Linked DNA regions of Rattus norvegicus: region 1 is linked to region 2. Evidence: chromatin contacts called from public Hi-C data. All regions are on one chromosome and are shown on one strand. The core of a region is the stretch at or near the end of the contact, and the rest is flanking DNA. Distances in the headings are between cores, read along the strand shown.

Evidence for each region. A called contact is a pair of places that touch in the nucleus more often than the background predicts.
Region 1: a Hi-C map of liver shows a contact between it and region 2, with 5 times the contacts expected there. The contact joins two enhancer-like sites. A contact is called at or near these places in 2 of 12 Hi-C or Micro-C datasets (kidney and liver).

The regions. Positions count from the first base shown.
Region 1 is chr11:71,026,326-71,029,871 of GRCr8, reverse strand. All of the region lies in intron 3 of Zbtb20 (zinc finger and BTB domain containing 20), which reads left to right. Among named protein-coding and RNA genes, the nearest start is that of Zbtb20, 270 kb to the left of the region's middle. Within about 2 kb of position 1,706, at least 7 of the 93 cell types and tissues checked have an H3K27ac peak or open chromatin away from gene starts, as enhancers often do. A contact at or near this core is called in kidney and liver, where this site is marked.
Region 2 is chr11:70,867,649-70,871,644 of GRCr8, reverse strand. The region is part of intron 5 of Zbtb20 (zinc finger and BTB domain containing 20); the gene reads left to right. Among named protein-coding and RNA genes, the nearest start is that of Mir568, 310 kb to the right of the region's middle. Within about 2 kb of position 2,579, at least 35 of the 93 cell types and tissues checked have an H3K27ac peak or open chromatin away from gene starts, as enhancers often do. A contact at or near this core is called in kidney and liver, where this site is marked.

The sequences.
Region 1 (3,546 bases), core at 457-2,956, 160 kb before region 2:
GCGACTGTCTTGCTGGAGCACAGATTGATATGTAGTGTGTTTCTGTACTGAACCAAGGGAAGAGGCGTTGTATGAATATTTAACAGAACCTACTTCATGACAATTTTTAAAAGTATTTTATGAATTGTAGATAATCTGAGCCATGGGATATGATGTAATTCTGCATACCAGAGTTCATAGAAGGAAGATAACTCCTCAAACAGAATTGGATTAGGCTCCTGAGGAATATGTGTTGGGGCTTTTATAGCACTTTAACTTTATCCCACGTTTAATTGCGCATATTACTATTGTAGTACTGCAGTAAATGTAGCAGGAATGGAAATACAAAAGGAAGGATGCCTCCTAAAACAATTTGTCTTTACTGTAATGCACATTTTTCTCTAATGTTTTAGATTCAAATATGCCATTTTTGTTTCTCTTGAGAAGCAATTGCTAACCTCTATAATTTCAGAGAAAATTTATAATCTGTGTAATGCTACTTTCTCAATATACAAAATTAGAATTCCCACAGGAGAAGATTAGATCAAACAAAATCTATGAAATCACAAGTAATAATAAGTTACTTAAAAGTTGATAATATCAAGCCTATGGAATATAGTGCTACTTAATTCATTAATGTGTTAGTTTTAGAAACAATTAGTGTACAAATTGCTCATTTCTACACTACACAGAAATGGTGAGATGAAGAAGCAATTTAGTGATGTACAATAAAGCGAATTTGGCAAAATGAAACTGGTAGTAAAATTTACCTTATTGGAGGCTAGAAGATGTTTTAGTAGGTAATGTGCTGACCTCATAATCCTGAAAATCACCCTTGTAAGAAGCTGGATTTGGTGTGCATGTCTGCTTGATAATCAGAATTAGAAGGACGCCTGTATTCTGCAGGCCAGGCTAGTCAGCAGGCTTGAAAGTCAGTGTGAAACCTTCTCTCAAGTATAAAATGGAGAATGATTGAAGAAGAAATGGGACACATGTGCACGCATATACAAACATACACTCAAAACATGCATCTCATTGGAATGTTATCTTAAATTACAGTAGTGCCGATTATTATTGTACAATCAAATTATTATTGTCGCTTGTAATTTTTCTTATACATTTCTATATTTTCCATCGTTTTCTTTCATGATTCTTACTGATATTCATTACCTTTCTTCTTTGACAACTGTAAATACGCATATGAAACATTCTAGTTACCCGCACCCCACCCTGTTCTCTCACCACTGTCATTCTGTCCCCTTGCCTGTCTATTTCTCACATTCATAAAGTCTGGATTTCGTCTTATGAACCACTATGCTTAATGAGGCCCATCATCGTGGCTGTGGGTTTTGAACTATTCATCAGAGCCTTCTGAGCTTACTCTGAGTACACAAATGAAGTTAATGACTGCCTCTCCCTTAGTGAGTTAATAATTCACCATAGTCAGGTGTGGCCGAGTGAATCTCCCAGTCTGTGACAGACGAATGACAGGCCCATACCCAAGGCAGGCAACTAAAACTGCTCTGAGATCCTGATTGCAGTGGCTCTATCTTGTTCAGAAGGTAGCATTTCCTGTCCATTTTTCTATCTTGCAGCTCTTACATTCTTTCTTCCCATAACGTTCTGCTCATATCTTCCTACCATCCCTCTTCGGCAGTGCTTCCTGGATGTTAGAGCGGACAGTTTAAGTATCCTGTTTGTAGGGCTTGGCACTCAGTCATCGCTTGTGAGCACACGAGTCAGCAGACTCCACAGTTCCCTGCGAAGAGAAGCTGCTCTGGTGAGTCTAGGTGTAGCATGTCTCTGTGAAGAAATATGACTATCAAGAAAGAATTTTATTTTTGGTTGTGAGCCTAGCCTTTAACGGCTGAGCCATCTCTCCAGCCCAAGAAAGAATTTTAAAACCATGACTCTAACTAACTAAAGAGCTGTAGTAAGTTTCCATCTGGACCTAAATCTTTCTGTTACAGTGTTTTGACTGGGTTTACAGTACTTGGCACGAATGCCTTTTTTGTGGACAGACCTCAAGTCCAATCCATACAGCGATTAGGTATCACCATAACAGTCACTGTTGTACCAGTGGACAATTCTGCTGGGCAAATTCGATTTGGCATTGTTGTTTGCAAGATCACAGTTGGCTAGGACATTGGTGACTTTCACCCCAGGGCAGCCTAAATTTCACCTTTTGTCACTATGAAAGCTATCCAGAAAAGAAGCTTCCAGATCAGTTTCAGCTTGATTTCTCTATATCTTGTAATGAAGTATCTTCAGCAATAGAGTTGCTCCAGTTCTAGTGGACAATCAAAAGGAATGGTAAGATCCTGTATTTGGCAGGAAAAGATCCATGTTTAATGAGAAACTGTTGTCTCAAAAAAACATTGAGGTTAAGATCAAATCAGGCAGACCACAAATGCCAGCCTTCCACCCATGTACATGGTAGCACACCTGGACACACATGTGCACACATATATACCACATGTATACAAACATAAAAAACTCTTGTGTTTCTTATGTTACGTACATTAGGAAGCATTGGACTCTCACCATATACCTTGGAAAACATGCAGTACAAATACTAAGGCTAGGAAGAGATATAGACATGAGGCAATGCACTATTTTTGGAGTCAAGAGACTCAGATCATGCAGATATTCCACTCTGGTTCTTTAGCATGTATGTAGGAACTCTGTTGGAAGGACTGCAATTATTTCAGGAACTTTTCCATATATTCTGTATATATGGATCTTTTGCTGTCGTTAGATGATGATGAATAATAGGGGTATCTAAAATATAATTACTCTTTGTTACTGGTAAAAACAGTTATCACTTTGAGATTCAGTAATACACAGCAGAAGAAATATCTACCTGCTTTCCCTAAGTGACTAAGCACCGATGTTCCATTTTGGAGGACCCAAAATCCATTCAAGCGTTTGTCTCCATAACCTCCTAGTAGGAGGTGGAGGCTCAGAATTTCATTATAATAGTTTGATATTAGCTGAGTGAGAACCATAGCCCTCAAGGGGATAAGCTCCCGTCATGCTCCATTTTCCAGAATACTGATACTTTGAGCAGTGTGTGTGGAGTTTCAGAATTTGATTATGACTTACATTTCTCATTTTTCAAGTAGAAACAGTAATCCTTATAGGTACAAGTTCTTAGGAACGGTGAATAGATGATAGCTGCTGTGTCTTCATTAATCAAGGTTATTGAGTCTTGATTTCTCTGAGAGGTTCTAAGTGTGAAACACTAGTGTGACTCAGAAAAATCCAATTTCAGAGCTAAAATTGTACACATTTTGTATTTGTTCTACACACAGTTTTCCTACACTTCTTGGTCCTTTGAGTACAAGTTTTGAAGTTTTCTAGTAACACATTCTACATGTTTATTTCATCTTATGTGATATCAATTATTTTGTAATTTTATTCATATCATAAATATCCTATGTAAGTCTGTTCTTAAGGGAATTTTATTATGGATCTTCACTTAAAGAAATAGTCACCTGTACAATAAATATTTTTCTCCCTTCCATATATGATCTTCATAATTTATCTTATTTTAGTTCCTATGGA
Region 2 (3,996 bases), core at 1,330-3,829:
CCGAAACCTCAGGTAGATAAGAATACCTGCCCCAAATGACAGACCTGAAAAGTAAGCTTCCTTTGGAGGAGATTAGGCAAAAGCCAGCCAGGAGCAAAGGAGCAAACTTGTGAGCTAAAGTGTATTGACATGGCATCTGGTTTAGTTTTGACAAACTTTTGCTAAATGTGTGGGTGATGGGGTTCGAATCTGCCAAATCGCATGTTTTCGTGTTTATATGTAAACTGAGCAGAGATCACAGGAAGGACCCTTTTCCTCCCTTACTGCTAGTCCTTCCTTCTTGCCTTCTCCTTCCTCCTTACCTTGTTTGCTCCCTCCCCACACTCCAATCTAGAAATGAGTTTCTAGGCAAGCATTTTCACTAGCTTTCCTAATGCTGGAGACATAGCGTGTTCAAGTAAATTGGAGACAAAGCATAGCAGGGGCACTGAGCTCTTTTCTAGCGCCCTTCATACAGTGTACAATGTGATCATTCTCCTTAGCTCTAGGCCACAAACCAAGCAAGCATTTCACACAGACCCAGGCTGGGTTTCTTGGGAAGTTCTCCCTGTTGCTTTTCATAGTTTAGATAATCCACATGAACAATACTGATTAAATCAGTTGCCCGTGGGCAATGGCAAAAGCATAAATGGCTTTCAGGAAAGAGAGACCTAAAACCTTGTGTTTGTGCGCTCTCTCTCTCTCTCTCTCTCTCTCTCTCTCTCTCTCTCTCTCTCTCTCTCTCTCTGTGTGTGTGTGTGTGTGTGTGTGTGTGTGTGTGTGTGCGCGCGCGCGCGCGTGCTCCTCTCTCTCCCCCTCCCTCTTTCTCTCCTTTTCCCCCACCTCTCCTCCTATATATTATGTATTCTCATGTTTTTCCTCTAAGATTCTCTTGCAGTTAAGTTAAAAAGATCCCACCCTCCCTCTCCTCATTTCTCCCACCTCTCATCCTATATATGATATAGTCCTTGTTTTCTCTAAAATTGTCACCATCTAATGCAATTAGGTAGAGGATAGCACTGGAGTCACTCACTCTTTTCCTATTCAGGTTTGATTTTAAATTGTAGAGCTGTGTTGTTGTGCTCATTTAAACCTTTTTTTTTTTCTTTTGAAAAGGCTATTATCCAAAGGGTGGTGATACAGCAATATTATGGAAGGTCACTTGGCATTTTTTTCTTGAGTCTGCTTTTCTAAAGCCAGGCAATTACTCTATCATTTAATAAACCTTGCCTCAGAGTTCACTTGAAAGAAAGCTCATAAGATTTAAAGGGGAAAAAAAAAAATCCCTAAAAATAAAAGTTAGGCTAGGCTAGGCCAGGGTGGGAAATTCCATTGTGGCTAGGAGCCCATGGCAGGTAGAGTGGAATTTAATGAAGGAAACTGCTGTGTTTTTGTGTCTTTCTGTATGTTTTTCCTTTAAAACCAAGAGCTGGGCAGGCATCCCATTCGACCTGACTTGACCCAAGCAAATTGCTTCTTATATAAAAACAACTGCAGACTTTGAGAATGTGAAAATGCACTGTATCCTTCTCCAACTGAGAGAAACGAAAGCCTGAGAACCAGGACGGCTCTGTCAGTACTCGTGGAGCAGAGCTATCATTCAAACCTGATAACGGAGATTAGAACAGGCTCCTATGCCAGAGGGATACATACAAGTGGGGTTCTCTCTCTCTCTCTCTCTCTCTCTCTCTCTCTCTCTCTCTCTCTCTCTTTAGTAAGAACAGGCAGTAGATGGAAAACATGTTTATTAAAGACACGTTTTCTATATGAGAAGGTAGTAATGTGTACAAATCTTAAAGCTTTTGAGTGGAACTAGTATTTAAATTTTGTTTTAAACTAGCATTTAACAAGAAGACAAAGAGAAGTATTTCCCTTTTCCGCCAGTCTTAGGCAAGCACAGAAGAGGAGTTCAGGGTGTGTCCACTGATATTGCATTCAGATGTGTTGCCTTGGCTTGTGTACTGACAGATTTATTTAAAAAACAAAGTTTAAAAAATGCATTGTGTGCTCGTGAAGTCTCTTCATAAATCTTTTCCTTTATGAATTATTTTGATCACAAAGCTGCTTGTTTAAATCGCTGAAGGACTGTTCTCCATAAAAGAGAATGCCTTCATTTTCAAACCTTCAGTTCAGAAGCCAGCAACGTCCCCTGAACAGCATGCAGGGATCCAGAGGCTGGAGGAGAGGGGACCGCAGATGTCCAGACTCTGACATAAGTCATAATCCAGTTCAGAGTTGCTGCGGCTCACATGTTTTAAGTTTTGGACCGAGAGTCCATCCTTCAGTAATGGATGATTCAGTTTGAAATGGCGATTCTGTTTCAGGAAAAAAACAAACAAACAGGGAGCACAGCCTTTGATGCAGCTGGGCTGTCAGAGGGCGGAAGGTTGGAATTAGAGTACTCTTCAAGCTGTTGCTGAATAATGAAGGGTAGGGCTTCCTCGTTGGGCAGTTACCACAGTCCCCTGGGGGTTCAGAGGACAAATATTACCTAATGTGTACAAAGACTTTAAAAATTAAGTTGATTACAAGCTGGCTTAAGATTGGATAGAGCAGTAAGAACTAAGGTCCACCAGAAGGGTCAGAGAGTAAAGATCACTGCCAGTGCCACAGGATGCAGTGCACTCTCAGGACTTCTCACAGTTATCGGCTTAAATACCAATAGGAAGAAGTCCGTTTGTTAAAATGACTAGCCTTTGTAAAATCATAACAAAGAAAGAACCTTCTACATAGAACACGTACCTACATCTATGATGAGTGGACGATTGTTAGCTGTGAGTGGGGAAATTCCACCTAACTGAAACATGAAGTATGTCAAGATCTCATCTCATTGTCATTTGGTCACCATCCATCACCTGCAATATCGTTGAGAAATAAAAGCAAATAATTAACAATCGGTCTGTTACGGTGATTTGCTGGGTGATTGGCCTGGTATAGTAGGTGGTTTACAGGACCAAACTGGAAGAGATTAATTTGAAACAGAGTTCTAAAGGGCAAGAGAGATGGCCAGAATTGGACAGGGTGTTTCAGGTTCACTGATTCGAGAAATATTTTTGGCCATTCATTCCTTCAGTCTTTGATCTCCCTTTTGCTGCCTCTTAATAAAATGGCCAAGAATATGAAAAGAATCAACAGCAAGTTCTAACATGAGACCAGGGAAAGGATATTAACTGGAGATGTATCCCAGTAAAAATGGCGGTGAATGCCTTAAATGTCTTTCATCTCAGAATAGGTAGTTACAGCAAGTGCTTGGAAGTTGACTCTGGAGCCTGGAAATTTTCCCTCATACCTTGTATTTTTGGTCACTGTAAAATGGGATTATGATTAAAATTACTTAATTGTTTATTAACAAATACTTGCTTAGAATAAGGCTGAAAGATCGAGGATGGAGATACTCATTTTTGTACTGTGTGACCAACTTGTGTCACAAGCCACCAATCTCCCAAGCAAATAAGTTAGTTAAGGTAGTTTTTTTTTTATTTTTTTTTTAAGATTTATTTTTTATTTATCTGAGTATACTGTAGTTATCTTCAGACACACCAGAAGAGGGCAATCAGATCTCATTACAGATGGTTGTGAGCCACCATGTTGTTGCTGGGAATTGAACTCAGAACCTCTGGAAGAGCAGTCAGTGCTCTTAACTGCTGAGCCATCTCTGCTGAGCCATCTCTCCAGCCCTAAGGTAGTTTTCTTTACCTGTAAGCCTGTATAATTTCATTTGTGCATAGTTATTGGCTATATTTAGAAAGTAGGACACATAACATGTTCGTAACCACTGTAACTCGTTTTCTAATGTGATAACACTCTTTTCTCATAAGGAAGTAGCATTCTGTTAGGAGAGAAGCATCTGCAGACACTCCAATTCTAGTCTGTTTTCCAAACCAATATTTAAGGTCTATAAAGTGCTAGAGAAAAGTGGTGACAAGAATCTTACTGGAGACCAGGTTAAGAGATTGAGTTTTAAGTTGCAGTGAGACTAGCCACCTCCTCTCCGATTAAGGCTAAACTAGGCAACTC